Regions from separate parts of the Columba livia genome. Here region 1 is linked to region 2. Evidence: chromatin contacts called from public Hi-C data. All regions are on one chromosome and are shown on one strand. Each heading gives the region's core, a stretch centred on a gene start, on an enhancer-like site or on the middle of the called end of the contact. The rest is flanking DNA. Distances are from core to core; before and after follow the strand shown.

Region 1 (2,700 bases), core at 86-2,585, 290 kb before region 2:
CCTGAGATAGCCCTGTGGCCGCAAGGTAAGCCAGCAGTACAGCTTTGGATGGGAACTGATTTTCTTTACAGGCCAGCATTACGATAAACTGCCTCCTAAGAGAACACAATTATAATCACATGTGCAAGCTACCATACTCTGTCTTAAAAGGGGATACAATCTAAATATCTGTTTTTTAACTTCAGTCTTCATAGGACTAAATAGGAGCTGTAGACACATTCTCCCTGGAAGACACGCTGTGTGGTCTGTGGGCGGTGCTTCTCTACCTTCACTTCATGGGTGTGCTGGGTCCTAACTCTGAAATGTAGTGAAAGAATTTCAGCCCAGCTTCTCTGTGCTCTGAAAAACTATTATGTCATTTTTCTGTAGGGGGTGGTTGTACTCTGCATCAAAAGGGTTTACCTTACTCATTTTATGGTTTTCTCATTGTTTTCTAAGGGTAAATGTAATCTCCCTGGAGTCCTGTAAATTAATTGATGTGAAAAAGTGCAGACTTGGGAGATGAAAAACTTGGACTAGGTCTAGTGAATGAACTTGCATGTTAAGTCAGCAGCTTTGCTTGCTTTCTGTCAGTTTTTTCTCTTAATAGCATCTGCTTTTCTGTCTGTGCTGTACTGACAAAGAGTTCAGCGGGGCTGCTTGACTTCCACCTCTTTTCCACTTATTCCCCAGCGGGACAGATACCATGTCTGGACAGAGGAAATCTCTCCAGTTGCATTTGCTCATTAAACTCTCACTTTGCTTTTTTCCCCCGTATAATTCACCTCTTGTCCTGGCTCACCTCTTCCAGTATACCTCAGGACATTCCCAAGGAGATTCCTCTTTGGGAAGAAATGACTGAGGTGTGCGACTTTCACAATGGAAGAGTAAAACAGCAACAGAGAGTATGGCACCCAGATATAGCTATGGGGTAAACTTCATTAGCATCCTTTTAGTACTTTTTGTTTACATAATCTTCTGATGGTAAATCAATACATGCAGGTGAATAACTAATACAAAACACCTTATGAAGGTGGCTATAGGGCATCTTCAGGCTTACAGCATATATACACTTTTTAAAAGTTACGGGGCACCTTGTGATGTTAGTTCACCTATCTACTTCTGCTAAAGACTAAAGAACAAGCCCCTCGGACATGACATTAGCATCACCGTTTGTGGCAGCAGGAGGTAAGGGTGAGAGTAAAAGTTCACGACAACTGGAAACCGATCGCTTCGCTGTCGATTTTCACCTCGCAGCTCCCGGTAAGTCACCGTCCCGCAGGGGGAGCCGCGGCCCCGGCGCCGTGCGGCCGCCTCGCTTCCCCGTCCTGCTCCGGGCCATGGCGGCGGGGGCGGGCCGGGGCGGGGCGGCGCGGTGACAGGCAGCCCGGCCGGCCGGGGAGCCGCGGTAAACAGGAGCTGGGCGAGGGAGCCCGGGGGGCCCCGGCCCCGCAGGAGCCTCGAAGCCCCCGGCGCCACGGCCCGCCGCCTCCCGGCCCCGGGCATGGGTAGCAGCAATAGCCGCCGCAGCCGAAGGAGGAGCCGCCGGCCCGGGCCCTGTGCAGGGCACCAAGGTAGGCTTGGCCGCCGCCCTGGCCGCGGGGAGCCGCCGCCGCTTCCTCCGAGGGGGCGAGCGGGGTCCGCCGCCCCTCCGGCGTGAGGAGGCCGGCGCCGGCGTCGCCGCCGCGGGGCTGGCCCGGGGAGGGCTGCCCGCGGTGCCGCTCGGCCGGCGCGGGGTCCGCCTGCCCCGGGGGGCGCTGCCCTGCGGCCGCCGCTGGGTCGGACCCGCGGCCACCACCTCGTCCCTCCGGGTCCGGCGGCGGGACCGCCCGCCCGCAGGTGCAGCACCTCCTGGAAGTCGGTCGGTGCCGACGGCGAGCAACAGGCAGCTGTACGCGGGCGGCGTGGCCCGGCCCGCAGCTGCTCCCCGGGGGACCGGCCGCGGTGGCGTGGCGTGGCGTGGCGTGCCGGCCAGGGCAGCGCGGCGCGGCCGCGGGGGTCGCCTCCAGCAGCCCGCGGGGCGGGGGCTGCGGCGGAGCCTCCCGTCGCTGGCCGGCGCGGAGCCGCTCGGAGGGTGAGGGCTGTTCCTCTGTCGGAGCTGGGGAAGCGACACCTAATTCATTGGTAAGAGGCTTTTCCACCTCCGTCGTCTTTGTCTGCTCAGCCTTAGCTCGTCTGTGTGCGCTGGCGCCGGGAGCATTAGCATTGCTCGGGAGAAACGAGAGCGGATCAGCTGGCTGAGAAAGGCTCTGTGTCTGCACCGGGTCTGCGATTTGGAGGAGGACCTGAATTTGCGTTCAGTTAGTGATGTGGAACAAAGATATACCAGAGGTAAAACTGCATGCAAGATGTGCTGGTCGCAACGTGTTCGTAACGAGTCATGAAGTTTCACGGCAGACTGAGAAATAGTCGGAATTCCTTCATGCTTCCTGGAGATAGCTGGCAAATAGAGTAATGCTCAAGTTGTTCTGAACTGTAACACTTTAACTTTTCTTCTTTTTTAGCATGCTGGTAGTGCAAACAAAGCTTGAATTATAACATGCCAATGCGAAATCCACTTGTTTCAAACTGCAGTGTGAGAGAGCAGACAGCTCAGGCTTTGTAGTTGGCAAAGGACCTGTGTACTTCTGAGCACAGCAAATTTGTGAAATAATCAGGCAGTATAAACGTAGAAGGGACAATTTAGGTAGAGTTTGAGTGGAGGTGGAAAGAGATTTTGGA
Region 2 (2,700 bases), core at 184-2,683:
GAAACCTCTAAAGCCTCAGTTCTGGCTTCCCTGTGTATTAGTAGTGTTAGTCTGTAACTGTTATGACAAGTAAGAAATAATTGATCATGGAGGTGCTGTGCGCTTCGGGACGAGGCTAAACTGTTATTCACCCACACATGCTGTTAGAGGGTACAGCTCTGAGAAAGGTTCTTGCCTTCCAAGTCACAAAGAAAAGACACATAGGCAAGAAAATAATAATTTCCACAAGAAATACAGTTTCTTGCTTTGTCTTCTCTGTTTTTACAGTATTAGGACTTTATGCTTTCTATAAGAAACTGTTCAACAAACATTCCTGCCCAGGGCTGTATCCTTACAGGAGACCTAACTTGCTCCCAGGTTTTTGATTGCCTCTGAATAAACCTGTAAAATATTTCGTTCGTTCCCCTTTGTCTTTTAGATCAGAAACTAGCACCTCTTATTTTCAGCTGTCTTAAGCAAAACTTTGTTTGATACATTCCTGTTATCCTCTGCTTTTCAGTCCCGACACTACTAGATTTTCTTTGGTGGATATTCATAAGTCACTGTAACATGCGGCCCAATACCACCCAATCTAGAAAATGCACACAAAGGCAGAATAGTCTCATCACCAAAGTGATGGCTCCTATGGATTCAGGACAATTAAGCTAAGTCCAAACCTCTGCCAACAGATTCACTGCATGACCAAGAGCACACCACTAAGTCTGTCTGTACCTCCTGCCTTATAGAAAAGATAACAGGACAGACCTGGAGCTGCAGCAAAGCACAGGGAATGAGGATGCTCTCTCCAAGTCAGCCAAAGATGATCTCGAGAGTAACGCTAGTCCATGTTAAGCAGGCTCCCGAGCTACACGGATACTATAGGGTTTCTACCTTCTGCACCCCCACACTTACCCCACCCCTCACTACACCATCACTCTCCCCAAGGGCTAGTTGGTCCTTTCTAGTAAGGTGTCATAACTTTACCTCGGATGCCCCTGAAGATGTAGAAGCAGCACTTGAGGAAAGGACTTGTCTTCCCATCCATAGCTTTGCTCTGCTCTTCCTGGTAGTACTGTGGAGCCCTCACCTCTTCAAAGTTTTCATAGGGATTCTCCAGCATGGACTTGGGGTTGTAGATGGCTCGAATCTTCAAGGAGGTGGAGGGAGAGCCATTATAAACAGGATTGTCCCATGCTTTCTTCCCTACTGCCTCTAGTTCATGCTCCTCTGAGGCTCTGAAGTGGCTTGCAGCTCTGCTGTTTAGGTGAGCTGAGCTCATGGCACTCACTGCCAGCAGAAGTACTTTTCAACTAGAATGGTGAAGATTGCCTGCCCAAGCTGGAGTTGTATGAGAAAATCAGTCCATGCCAAACAGCCTGTCCAGCTCAGCAAGCCAGGAGAGGGCACAGCACCAGCTTCCCACAGACAGCACATATCCTCTCTCTATCTCTCTCTCTTTTATAGCAGCTCAGCTGGCGACACCTACCAGAGGGGTGGCTCTACCCGTCCTTAGGAACCACCAGCAGCCCTATTATCCCAGCAGACCTGGGAACACCAGGAAACACATCCAGGAAACCTTTTCTGCTTCCCAACGGAGATAACAGATCCAGAGGCCACCGTGGGGTGGGGAGGCTGCTAGGAGACGGACCCTGAGGGGCTGAGAGGGGGCAAGAGGAGGAGGAGGCCGGTGGGATTTATTCGGACCCCCTCAGGCTGCCTGCAGCCCAGCTCAGCTCCAGGTGAGGCTCCGGCAGGGTGCAGCGAAGGCTGGCGGCCACGGTGGGACTCTGTGCAACTACCACTGGGGAGAGGGGGCGGACGGGGACGCTTTGTTCCGGGGGTCGGGGAAGTCTTGATGCAGTGAGTCACTCCAGTGGGCTCTGGTAATATTGCAGCTCTGTACGACCCACCCCCAGCCCTGCCAGGCTGCAGGAGATGTCTGGAGCTGCCAGCTGGATCTTGAGATTTAGGGTCACTTGCAGAAGCCTGTTTTGCATCAGCTTTCCACTCCATTCAGTTGCACCACCCAGGCAAAGTCAGCTTCACCCTCTACCCCACACCTAACCTGCAAACATCCAACTCTTCAATTGACAACCGTCCAAAACGTACCTACAAACTCTCCAACTCTCCTCCACACACAATCCTTGCATAAAAAGTGCTTGCTGTTTTCACTACTTTTCATTTAAACCAAGTCTTCTCTGGGTATCTCCATTCTAGCATCAAACAACTGGATTTACTCTGCATTTGAATTACTTGAGATCATTCTCATTCTAGGAATGTGCAGAGGCTAAGATAGCAAACCATCTGATGAGACACTCCTTGAGGAACCAAAACAAAAGGCAAAAGCTGCTCTCTGCAGACCAACAGGTAGAAACTGCATCAGCAAGCACCTTCTGTCTCCAATCCATCAAGATAAACCTATATCTGAGGAGGAAGAGAAGATGGAGAGGGAGAGAAGTGCATCTTAGACAAGCACAGAATGAAACCAACCTTGTTAGGAGAAACTTGTTACTGTGTTGTACAACTTAACAATAAGTCTCCATAAACATTTGCATGGGTATAAATACATACTTCCTAACACTGGAAAGCTTTCTTGCATTCATGTACCTGTGTAAAGACCTTTGGTGAGGATTTCACTGGCTGGCTGCAGACTCACAGAGAACAGCATGTGCAACTCCGGCTGAGCAGAAAGAAACAGGTGTAGGAGAATATTACAAAGTC

What was found. Hi-C and Micro-C count contacts between places; a contact is called where the count stands out from the background.
Region 1: a contact with region 2 is called in a Hi-C map of crop, with 3 times the contacts expected there. The contact joins the promoter of MARCHF8 here to the promoter of PKD2L1 in region 2. A contact is called at or near these places in 2 of 2 Hi-C or Micro-C datasets (crop and liver).

The regions. Positions count from the first base shown.
Region 1 is chr6:18,089,122-18,091,821 of bColLiv1.pat.W.v2, reverse strand. MARCHF8 (membrane associated ring-CH-type finger 8) reads left to right here and starts at 1,335. Exons shown (of 11, transcript XM_065067334.1): 1 at 1,335-1,553.
Region 2 is chr6:17,798,887-17,801,586 of bColLiv1.pat.W.v2, reverse strand. It overlaps PKD2L1 (polycystin 2 like 1, transient receptor potential cation channel), which reads right to left and starts at 1,433. Exons shown (of 15, transcript XM_013368462.3): 1 at 964-1,433. The coding sequence starts at 1,258.